3 separate regions of the Mus musculus genome follow, and regions 1 and 3 are each linked to region 2. Evidence: chromatin contacts called from public Hi-C data. All regions are on one chromosome and are shown on one strand. The core of a region is the stretch at or near the end of the contact, and the rest is flanking DNA. Distances in the headings are between cores, read along the strand shown. Region 1 has its middle 11 kb from the start of Gm23494. Region 2 holds the start of A330008L17Rik (RIKEN cDNA A330008L17 gene). Region 3 has its middle 120 kb from the start of Gm23494.

Region 1 (4,204 bases), core at 1,635-4,134, 730 kb after region 2:
GAAGACTCTAGGTGACATGATCTAAGTTCTGTATGTCCCCGAAATGATCACAGTCCTTGGGTCTATCTTAGAGATCTTCTTAAGAAATAGAATCCTTTGTATTCGATTTCTTAGTCTATATCAGCAAAGTAACCCAAATCATGTAATTCATAACCAGCAAAATTACAGTCTTGAGTGACTGTGAAAATCAAGGTCACAAACAGGGCATGTGTCCCCTGACACCTGATTATATCTTTTGTTGGATCTTCCTGACTTTCAGTCATCACCTTGAAGATGAGGGTCAAGATCCAACGTTTCCTTCTCCATTTACTGCCTTCAGGTTTTTACTTGTCCTTCTTGTGAAGCTTATGGTGGTTTAAATGTCAGGTACTGTCTCCTAAACTTATATATTTAAACACTTGTTCCCCAGTGGGTAGTGCAACTTTAGAAGGTTGGCAAACAGTCTGGGGATAGAACCATATCATAGGAAGAACCTCTCTAGCAGTAGGCCTTGGCGTTTGATAGCTTGGCTCCACTTTCTGTTTATTTCTTCCTGATTGCAGATGCAATGTGACCAGCCGCCTCATGCTCTGTCATGTTACACACACCGTGATGTATGGCACTCTTTAACTGTAATCCAAAGCAATAAACCTTGTTCCCTTAACTTGCTTCTTGTCAGGTATTTGGACACAGCAATGAGAAAAGGAACTTTAACACCTACATAATTCCTCTATATCTTAAAATAGTAACCTATGTAAAAATAGTCATAAAAACAATACCCTATAATCTTCCAAATGTGTAAAATGATTACTGGGTATAATATTTATAATATATTTAACATTTTGCTGTAACATTAATACTTTCTTTTGTTAATGGAGATTTTTCAATTGTTTAGAAGGACCTCCACACACATATACAAGGATAATTAGATTATCAGTAATACTTTCAATAAATTCATAAAGCTATACTTCAAGGTAAAAATAATTTATAGTATTAGGATAGGGCTAGAAAGTTGCTCAGTGGGTAAAGACTTCTGTTGCCAAGCCTGAGGACCTGAGCTTTGTCGATGTCTATAACCCATGCATTGGAAGCAAAGAATCGGTGCTGGAAACCTGTTGGCTGACCCTCCAGAGACAGGATGGATGTCTATCCTCATGTACATACATACATAAATAAGTAAATGTCTAAAAACATCAAAATTATTTACAATATTTGTATTGATGATTGTCTGTAAAATCTACTAAAGCCAGATTTGAAATGGTAATCGAATTATAAAATTCAGTGAATGATTTATGATTTTTTTATTTTATTGAAATATATTTTGCTCTTACTCATTAATATGTTATCTGTCTCCATGTAAGAAAGTAAGAGTGAACTCAGGTGCCTTCAGAGGCTAGAATAGGCCTTCTGTTCCTCTCAGACTGGTATGATAGGCAGTGATGAGCCAGTTTATATGTGTCCTGGGAAGCAAACATTGGTACTTACAGGCTCACAACCACACAGCCATCTCACTAGGTCCTGTCCTAAGCCATGAGTTTCTACATTGCAGCTTTTGTGTTCTGTCATCCATGCTGAGGGGGAGGATTGTGACGGAGATACCTTTGCTCTTGAATCATTTCTGCTTCTGTACTTAACCCCATAAAATTCTTTGTTCACCAATCAGACACATAGATATACATTTAAACATTTTCTTTAAAGTAGAAGTGGTTCTAGCCCAATTTACTTCCTATCTTCATTCTAACTCAGTTTTAAATGAAAAAAAAAGAAAAAGAAAACCTACCAAGCACTATGAAACTGCAAATTTATCTGTTGTAGAAAAGAATGCAATTAAGCTATGGGGAAGGTTGAAATTATTTCCAAAGTTATTTTATATAGTGTGAAGGTAGGTTAGGATTCAGTTACTAAACCTATCCCTGGGTTTGTGTCTCTGGGGCCATTTCCAAAAGGGTACAATAGAGAAAGGAAAACACAAGAGAATGTAGATAAGATTATATTGAGTGGTTGGCACCGTCACAGGGCTGTGGCTCCTGACTGAACAAGAAGCTAAAAAGAGAAAATAAGCTAAATGCCAGCATTAATTCATCTCTCACTGCTGCTGGGTTGGATACCATGAGACAGGTCACTCCATGTTCTTGCCACCAGGGGTTACATCTTCTTGAGTCATGAGCATAATAAAATAATAATAATTAATAATAATAATAATAATAATAATTTGAAGTGGGATGGCCCTTTATTTATTTATTTAATGTGCATTGTTGTTTGGCCTGCATGCCTTTCCATTTGAGGGTATGGGATTTTGGTGTTACAGACAGTTGTGAGCTGTCATGTAGGTACTGGGAATCGATCCTCTGGAAGAGCAGTCAGTGCTCTTAACCACTTGGGCATCTCTCCATCCCTGATGATGATGATGATGATGACGATGACGATGACGATGATATTAAAAACCACTTTTTTCATTAGGCTGGTTTGTCAATTATTTTGTCAGAGCACTGCAAAAAAACAAAAAACAAAAAAACAAAACAAAAAAAATAACAAAAACTAATATATAAAGAATGATGTCTTGTGGTTGGGGATTTGACAAATGAAAGAAATTTATAGTTTTAGGTTCAGGACTTAAACTCTTTTCTCTCATCTTCTTTGCCCATAATTTCATTTCAGCTCCAACATAGCTGTATCTCTCAGACTGGAGAAGACATTGTTATCCACACACTACACTTAAACTAAAATAGTTAGAGGAGTTATTTGGGTGAGTCAGTTTTAGAATTTTCTCTCTGTGTTTTAAATTTGTTTTTTTGGCATAAAATTGCAAGGCAGCGACTATTTCAAGGGACGGGATCCAAAGGCTGGGGTTCGGCATGTATTGGCAGCTTTGCTTCTCCACATGCCGCATGGGAGAAGCCAGGGCTCACGGAGAAAGAACGATGCCAACAGACTACAGCAGGCAACGGTCCCCACCATAGCAAACTGGCAAGACGGTCCTCTCCGGACACAGAAGCTCTTTGCTCTCTCTAAGGTGATTGAACCTTCCGTTGCGTAAGAAACTCTTATTTGCCATAGGAGAATGTATATATATTTTTAACTGCCTTACTTATTTCCCTTTACAATGCAGCCAAATATCAGGTATCATGAGCAAAGAATTGCAAAAGATAAATTTCGCTCTGAAGACTGCCAGATTGTGAAGAATAGATCTAAAGCAGGAGACATGATTAGAAGGGTGACCCAGAGCAAGATGTCAGACTGTCATAGCTTCTCTTAGTAATATGGGATATATTGCGTAAGTAATGCAGAAAATCTGATGGAATCTCCGTGGAAGTCTAGTACCATCGATTCATGTTTTTAAAAGCAACACTGGATTGGACATGAGAAAAAAAAAATGTTGGTATACGGGCAAAACCAAAAGCAAGAACTCATTTTGGAAGTTACTATAATAGCTGTCGTGAGAATTGAAGGCTGGAACATGGTGAGGTACCATAAGGAGTATAGAAGAGGCAACTGAAAATAGTAAGCACTTTGGCAGGACATGTTGATCTAACTGTGGAGCTTTTTCTGAGTCGGATCTATATATTCCCAATGTCATATCATAAAGGCACAGTCCAAGGAAAAGTTATTACCCGTAAGCCATATTTGAATTGGCACATGTAAATGATCTGCTTTTTTTTTTCATTAGTGGTTAGGGAAGAATTTTCATCTTTGCCTACAGACACTAGAACATCTTCAGGCCTGCAATGGAGTGTCTCAGGATGCATATATATGAACTAGTCACAGCCATTGCCCCAGAACTCAGAGAGGGATGGCTCCTCCTTCAGAGAAAGGAAGTACAAAAATTGTAAACAGATATTAGAGATGGTGATAATGCAAGGTAAAAAAATTAATGATAAGCAAATGTACTGCCTACCATTGGTGGCCATCTTCCTTTACCTGCAGATACCTCTCAATGCCATCTCAGAAGGAATCACACCAGTTTCTAATTTCAAAGCACTCAATCTAGTACAGTGATCACTAAATCTGTAGCAACACCTGTTCTCCACAAGTCCTTAATTTAATTTCTAAATGAGGAAGAGGATGCTATCAAACCTGGTGCCCTGGCTCTGTCTGGGCAAGGCAGAGAATTACATTGTCTTTGTACAGTGAAATGAAATTATGGTTTTAATAGTGAAACAAAAATAAACAAACAGGCAAGCAACAACAAAAACACGAGGGAAGATCCTGCCTACCAGATCATCTC
Region 2 (3,857 bases), core at 939-3,438:
CCTAATGAAGTTCCACCAGGCAAGCAATTTGGGTCACCATTAGAAAAAGCTGGTGTAGTACCATCTTCCTCCTGGGGAACTTGTGTGACTCCAGAGAGTATGCTGAAAAGAAAACACCTTCTTGAGGAAGTACAGTCTCACCACCAAGACATTGCACTGCATTCTATTAAGTGTGGGTGGAATTGTGAAAGAGACAAATGCCTTTGCCTTTCAGCATCCCTGATTATTTTAGAAATATCCTGATAGGGCTTTTAACATTATCTTAATCCTCTTTCACACTTCTTAATCACCCAGACCTCCCTTAAGAAACTGTCAGGAAAGTCCAACTGCAGAGCTTCACATAGAGATTAGGGATGTGGATAGGGTCACCTTAAATTTCAGGGGTCCAAGAGTTAGTGAAGATAACATGCTTTGATATTGCAAGAGTAAACATGCTTCAATGACTGAAACAAATTTATAACTGAACTTGGTGACATTGGATTCTGAATCCCTTCGGCTTGTCAGCTGAGTTTTACTTTTTAGGAAAATTAGATCAGAGGATATCCTCTCTCCGGCAGTCTTTTCTTTTGAGATGACTTTGTTACTTGTGACAATCCGCAGCCTTCAGGAACATATGACCTTTTTTTCCTTCTCCTAGATGTAAGAAAGTACCCCAAGGAAAGGCTCAGACCATTTGTTCAAAGTGAAAATGAATGTCTGAAAATTAAGCACAACCGAAGGTGTGATCTATTTCTTTGTCCACTTGGGACTGTCTAGTCTAACGGCAGTTATAATTTGATTGAGTTTGACTGCTGTTCTTTTCTAAGACAGAATTAGCCAAAGCCAGAATGCCTCCTCATAAGCGAACACAGCCTTTGAATAGAGAACAAACAGCAACTGCTGGAGGGGTAAAATACCCCTTGTCCCCCACCCAAATAATTTACCAAGTTTCTTTCTTTAGTGTCCCCCACCCAAATAATTTACCAAGTTTCTTTCTTTAGTGTCCCCCACCCAAATAATTTACCAAGTTTCTTTCTTTAGGGTAACGAGAATGTGAATCAAACAGATAATAACCTGATAGCCAATGTCTTCAACTTTTTACCGTGAGAGGTTAGGTACAGCATCAAAAAGCCAAATTTGCATAAGTATTATAAGCATATTGTGCCTATTTTTCCATTCTGCTCACTGCGTCTCATTAATTCGAGTCAGACAGTACAGGCTCCACAGCCCGTGCGTCTGCTCCTCTGCACCCCTTCTGCTGCAGCTCTGTCCCCAGATGGTCAAAAACCCATCTTCAGAGCTCACGTCTAGTCTAGTGAGTCAGAAAACAGATAAACCCCTGTCTTCCATGGAAGAGAGTTTTGAAGAAAGGTAAGGGATGTTTAATTTGTCATGTATTTCACAGTGTTTAAATGACAAACAGAGATCGATGCCGCTGAATATTTCCACGTGTTAGTCTTGATGGCCACAAGAAAAGAGACCTGGGTCTATGGGTCTGTGGCCCCTATATGCATTGGCTTATACTTGGGTGCGGATTTTGATTTGTTTTGTTTAAAAAAAAAACAAAACAACTGAGTGCTTACGAAATTCTATCATTAGACTGGGCAATCCAAGGGTAGGGCATCACTTGGTAGAAAAAGGGGAGATGCAAGGACAGTACTCTCCCCCTGAGGGGGGAGGGAGGGCAGCATGTCAGAGCCACTCTGACACAGCTTTCCAGACCCTCTCTTTATGGCCACAGCAAGTTCTACCCTTTTCCTGCCCATTCACTTCTCTGCAAATCTCTCTTGACTGCCTCTACTGTCCCTTATCTCCCCCCTCCGTCCCTTCCCCCCCCCCCCCGCCTCCCAAAGGAGTAGCAACCCTAGGGCATTAGGACTGATCGACCCACCCCCATGAAACCAGTAGTTTTATCAGGCAGTGGTCTTGCAAACATGCAATTCCTTATGCAAGACGTCTTCAGAATGAGGGAAAAGGTGAATGGTCCACGCGCTGCCGCATCCTCGCCCTCCACAGAAACCAGCTTTGGGCGTCTGAGATGCTTTTCAAGATAATGTTAGCCTTGGGGCTCAGGTGAGACCTAGAGAGAGAAAGCTGGAGGGTACCTCCTGCGCATCCTTTTCTGATCTGCCAGCAGTCTTTATCCAAGAGCTTGGCGGCGCGGCGGGCTGCGCGCAAAGCTTGGAAGGGCTCATCTTCACCCGGTGACTCCGGCGGCGGAGGCGCGCTGGGCGTGCTCGTGAGCGACCAGCGAAAAGTTGTGCGCACTCTTGGTAGGAGGAAAGGGAGTGGAAACCAAGCGCGGGAGAGCGCAGGGGCAAGGCAGGGAGGGGGCGGGGTGGGGGACTGCTTACATGAATTTCCAAGTGGTAGACCTGCCTCTGAGCTCTGCCCAATGAGATCCGTCAGGGGAGGCACCCGGCTCACTTTTCCACATCACTTCACAGTTACATTTGGCAGGCAGGCGGGCTCGCAAGCCGGAGCGCTCGGCCCAGAATTAGTGGATGGATTTGGAATCTCCCTACCTCCTCCAAGCTCCGCCACTGTCACTTTGGGCATAGACCTGAGCGTCAACACCGGAGCTGTACTTTTAGGCTGTGGACGCAGAGCCCAGCGCGCCGGCTTCGCATCCCCGCACCAGGCTCCACAGCTCTGAGAGGCATGAACGCGACCCGGAGGAGATTACCCTGCGCGCGGGGATTCGTGGACATTAGCTGTTCTCGGGAACTGACCCTCAGCTCCTCCAGCCATTTATGAACCCAGAGTCTTGAGGCTTTTCCGCATCCCGGAGCCCGACCTGAGTAAGTACTATCCCCTATCCGCGTACGCCTCCGGGCGGGGAAGAGCCGAGGGGATTGCTTCCTTTAGGAATTCCCACGCGCCCTCACTCACCATACGCACCTGGGGGATGGAGGAACGCTAGCACTGATAACCCTCCGAGCCGCATCTCCTTTCGTTGCTTCTGTAGCTGATGGGGTTGCCTTCTACCTAACCTGTTTTGCAAACTGCTCTCGGAGCCCCATTTTGCCCACCTCCAGTTCCCGCGCCACCCGTTCCTTCTTTGCAGTCGCTTGTCGGTTTCACCCTGGAGACGCAGGCAGGCGCTGCTGCAGCGGTGCGCCTTCACTGCGGGGTCGGTGCGGTGAAAGGGAAATACTCGCCTCCTGCCCAGAGGAGGCAGCGAGCTCGAGAGGAAAGCGCGTTGAGAGGCTAGAGGAGCAGGTTCCTTGTTTTCCGCATGTCCCCACCTCTTAGTCGTGGGAGGGCGACCTCCTCGGTTGGGCCGAGGGCTACCGCTCTGCTGCGAAAGCCCCAGCGCCAGGATTTTCCACAAGTGTCTGTTCCAGCCCGGGGGCGCGGTGCCAGCTGCAAACTTGCGGAGCTCCGGGGCCACCTAGCCACTCTGTAGTCATCAAGATGCTGCTCTGCACTGGCTTAGGACCCACAGACAGACCAGTCAGTAGCAGCGAGCCCGCATCCACAGCCCTCCCAAGCACCCAATGACTTCTCCCTATCCCAGAGCCCACAGTGCATAAAGATTCGCAGTGATCTCCGTGCTTAGCTTTAGCCAACCCTGGGGGTCCAGCCGCGCCCCTGCCAGACAGCAGGCGAAAGGGACTCCTGGCTATGTTCCGCCAGCGTGGTAACAGGTTCATAAGAGACCTACCCTGGTTTCCTAAGGCTCTAGCCAAGCCTGGTAAACCGGGTAAACGTGATGCCTCCGATGCTGATACCAACAGGTATCCAACAATTCCTCCGATTTTTTTCCTTCTTCCTAAGACTAAAACCTCACCTTGCCCAATGCTGTAAAATTCTCAAAGTTTTGTGGTGGTGGCCCCTTGCCTGAAGGCATACAATTTGAGACACGACAGTGACTA
Region 3 (4,117 bases), core at 663-3,162, 620 kb after region 2:
CCAGGGGTAGGTGGCCAGAAGAAAATAAACTCACTTGCATCTTCAGAGGTACTTCATCTCAAATGTCCATTCAGAGTTTTCTTCTTCTTTTTTTAAAAACTTTTTGTTTTTTACTTTATTTACATACTTTAGAAAATATTTTCATTCCTTTCGGTCCTTTAGGTATACTCCTTGACTTCCAGTTTATTGTTTTTATGAGATTTCCAAATGTGCAGTTAAGTTGTCCATTGTGGCAATATCTGTTTGTTTTGCATTTTCTTAGGCTCTTCTCTTCTGTTAAGCATATTATATTATATTATATTATATTATATTATACATTTTAGTTTATTTTAATATCCTAGAAGTCATTTTGTTTTTATTGAAATATAAAAACAGGGTAGATCTGGATGGGAGAGGATGTGGCTGAAATTGAGGGTTGTAGAGAGAGAGGAAATTTTATATATATTCATGAATTTATTTTCTTATATATCACACCCCTATGGCAGTCTGTATCCCACTTTGCTCCTAGTTCCTCCTCTATTCTACCACACACTACTACCCATTTCTCCCCAGAAAAGGGCAAGCCTCCAGGCATATCAACCAAATATGGCATATCAAGTTGCAGTAAGACTAGGCACCTCTCCTCATATCAAGGTTGAACCAGTCAATTCATTAGGTCATGGATGAGGGGAGGGAAATTTTTAGCAGGTTATATTATGTGAATATACTGTCTGTTTTATTAATAGCAATTTTTTGAAAAAGTGTGTATCTTCTGGTAATTTGGTCACACTGCATTGGAAGGGCTACTCTTCCAAGAATATGTGGTCAGCAAAAATTGGACTGAAAGGTAATAAAAATGAGAATACAAAGTTTCATGGTTAGGAACAGTTAAGAGATGGGATGAATATTATCATAAACATAGTGTTGAATTCCCAAGGAACTAATTAAAAAAGAGGAAAATAGTCATGGGCAAGCATGGATATTCTTGCACACACACACACACAGAGACACATACAGACACACAGTGATACACGTATATATATGCACACACACACAAACACTCACATACACACAGACAGAGAATAGACCAAAGACATGTAAAGCAGATAAAATCTGAATAAAATATGGAGTATGCTAACATTTATGTGGGTTTACAAATTATAATATAAATATGTCCACATTGGGAAGAGTACTAGAAGTTCATACATTTCTCAACTCATTTTGTGAACATGTGATTATCTCAGAGGAAAAATTCAAGGGAATATAAGAAAAATGAAGTGTTAAACAAAATATTTTTTAAATGTGCTTATTGAAAATTTCTTTTTTCTATCTAATCTATTTATGTGATGATTACAATGTCCAAATTGGCCATTAATTAAATTACTATATGTCTGTATATTTATGCTATAATTTTGAAATTACCCAATGCTGTTGACAACTTAGAGTGCCCAGTTATTCAGATCACAGTCTGTTAATAACTAATACAGTCAACTAATAGTAATACTACCAAATAAAATTCTATGGATAAGATTATGTAATTTAGGACCCAATCTTCAATGATTTGAATGAGTATTCTCCAAAGAGTCAGTTGTATGGGAAAGCCAATTGCTATAGAAAATATATAAGGATTTTTGCAACAAATTCAGCTCTAGTCTGCAAAATAAACATGAGAAAACCATCCAGTGGAAAAATATCCCAAGCTTGCCCCCATTAAAAATGGATCACTACATTGGAAGATGTGGGTCCCTTCTCAGAAGTCTGAGGATAAAGAGAGCTTAATTAATGGCACAAGAGGTGTGGAAATATTGCTGTGTGATGGGAAACACATGGAGTTTTCAACTGTGCAACTGAAGTTTTGGCAGTGCTTTGCCCTCTCTACTGCCAGCAATCCCTTCTTCTGTTCCTGCAGATCCTGCCAGCTGGAAAGCACTGACTGTGCGGTCTTCCCCCCAAGCAGTGGAAGTGGCTCCTCTGTGAGACACCCATATGAAATCACACAAGTGAACCTTGCTCGCCTTCCAAGAAATCAATAATCCAGAGCATTGAAAGTGCTTAAAAGCAACACACAGGATGGTAGCAACAGGGATTTGTTATTAATTTATCTCAGCATCTTTAACTTGTGTTTTGCTCACCAGGAAAACACACCTACTAACCAGCTTTGTGGAAGACTTTTGTCCTTCTAAGCATTTTACTATTTGGTGGTAATTTTTAAATCAATTGAATTTCCTCAAACACGTTACTATTGCATAAGTTTTTGACTCGGTGTCTTTCTTCTTGTGTTCTTCTTAAGATATTTTCTTGAGTATACTTGGTAATACACTACTTCCTAGGAAACTCCTCCTACATTAACTCCATTAATCCCTTTGTTACTTGTTATTACTTTATAATAATAATTTGCATTTATAGGAAAAATGAAGAAACTTTGAGACAACATTTCCAATATGCAATTCTTCCATGATGAATATCTGAGAGTAATGCTCTCCATTTGTTACAGTGAATTAATGAGAACTAATATCTCTTTACTAAATAAAAGCCATCCTTTCTCTTTGGACTCTTGATTTTTATTTGCATCCACATTCTTTTATGTTGGAAATCTAATTTAGAATTTTAGAATATTGAGTACGATTTAGCCATAAAGTCTTCTTAGCCCGATTTTCTCTTTCATAGTGCTTGAGATTTTCCTAAGTTTGGGTGCCATCTTCTCTATGGGAAGGAACATTGGTTAGGAATTTTTTAGGGAAAAAAAATCCCTTTAATAGAAAAGTATAGTATCGCCCTTACAAATAGATATTACTTAAAAGATGACGGGAACAAAATCCACCATGATTGAGAACATCCATTGCATGACAAGTTCAGAATACATGTTATTAACAAGAGTATGCACTGCCCATGATCACTCTGTTCAGCTAAGAAGCATTTGTTGTCTTCACAAAATATTTTCCATTTTTTCTCTTTTTTTCATATACACTGCATGATTTTTTCCTTCCGAAAATGGGAGTGCACCTCAATCAACTCCATAGAGTGAGTGACAACAGCTCCCTCCAAATTCTATCCCTTCCTTGATTGACAAACCACTAAGTTTCTTAACAGTTACTTCTAGTAGCAAGGTTGACTGAATCACTAAAAGCTCATGAGTTACCACACGTGATAGCTGTAACCCTGAGATCACTGCCCAATTTACAAGCAGCATAGTGCTCATAAAACATCAAAGGGAGACCTTGTGAGGTTTCTGACAGTCTAAGCTTCCTAAATTTACAAGCATTGTAAGCTTCCTGTATCCTATGATATTGTTCCCTCCATGAGAAGGATACAATGACACTACAATGAGAAGGATATCTTTATTAAACAATATGCAGTAATCTGGAAGCCATTCACCCTGTAAAATCCACATGAGCAAAGAAGGTTCATGCACAAAGAAGTCTTCTTAAGCGTAGTCTACATACATTACTTGAAATTATTTTTCTCGAATGAATTTTCTTCTGTGTCTGTTCATTTATTTAATCTCTTATTTTATATCAATATGCAATTGGGAATATTTATTCTGTACATGAATGTTATTTTATGTTTTCAAATATGTATGATGCTATGTTTGATTTGGTTGGTCTACAGTTGTTGCTTAAGTTGCATCAGTTCAGGTCATGGGAAGGACTTTTCATTGACAATTAGGTTTTTGAAAGACAATGACAACATATCTGCTGTTTTTGAGTAGTTTTTTCTTCCTAGCATTACAAGATGCTCCAAGTACACTTATAAATTCCCTGCCCATATCTGAGTTCTATATTTTAATAGGTGACTTAATTTTTTAATGTGAAAAGCAACAATAGGAAGCCATTCTCAGGTACCAAATGGACTCATTAATACAAAAAGTGTAAGTGAAAATTTAGACACTTATGAGTGCATATGTGCAAACCTGTCTTCATGTAACTGTGTGAATCTGTATTAACATAAAAATGCAGAATATTGTGATGTCTGCAACTGTAATTCATTGTAAGGATGATGCTATGTTCCACCGTTTGTGTGTTTGCCACCTTCAACTCAACAGAGAGAAATCCTGCACTGCTAAACCCTTGTACTTACTGTTTACTTTTAATGACTGAGTAGTTTGACTTCAGTATTGTTAACCCATACACTTTAGCTA

What was found. Hi-C and Micro-C count contacts between places; a contact is called where the count stands out from the background.
Region 1: a contact with region 2 is called in a Hi-C map of cerebellum, with 2.4 times the contacts expected there. The contact joins the enhancer-like site here to the promoter of A330008L17Rik in region 2. A contact is called at or near these places in 1 of 39 promoter capture datasets (hippocampal neurons), 2 of 484 Hi-C or Micro-C datasets (cerebellum and cerebral cortex) and 1 of 115 datasets of contacts at active chromatin or transcription factors (embryonic forebrain).
Region 3: a contact with region 2 is called in a Hi-C map of cerebellar granule neurons, with 2.5 times the contacts expected there. The contact joins the enhancer-like site here to the promoter of A330008L17Rik in region 2. A contact is called at or near these places in 3 of 39 promoter capture datasets (cranial neural crest, hippocampal neurons and neural stem cells), 1 of 484 Hi-C or Micro-C datasets (cerebellar granule neurons) and 2 of 115 datasets of contacts at active chromatin or transcription factors (embryonic forebrain and embryonic midbrain).

What each region holds. Positions count from the first base shown.
Region 1 is chr8:98,683,996-98,688,199 of GRCm38.p6, reverse strand. No RefSeq gene overlaps it. Among named protein-coding and RNA genes, the nearest start is that of Gm23494, 11 kb to the right of the region's middle. Within about 2 kb of position 2,884, at least 9 of the 459 cell types and tissues checked have an H3K27ac peak or open chromatin away from gene starts, as enhancers often do. A contact at or near this core is called in cerebellum, where this site is marked.
Region 2 is chr8:99,415,005-99,418,861 of GRCm38.p6, reverse strand. A330008L17Rik (RIKEN cDNA A330008L17 gene) reads right to left here and starts at 2,188. Exons shown (of 5, transcript NR_132435.1): 1 at 2,085-2,188. It overlaps Cdh8 (cadherin 8), which reads left to right and starts at 2,391. Exons shown (of 12, transcript NM_007667.3): 1 at 2,391-2,780.
Region 3 is chr8:98,795,391-98,799,507 of GRCm38.p6, reverse strand. No RefSeq gene overlaps it. Among named protein-coding and RNA genes, the nearest start is that of Gm23494, 120 kb to the right of the region's middle. Within about 2 kb of position 1,912, at least 9 of the 459 cell types and tissues checked have an H3K27ac peak or open chromatin away from gene starts, as enhancers often do. A contact at or near this core is called in cerebellar granule neurons, where this site is marked.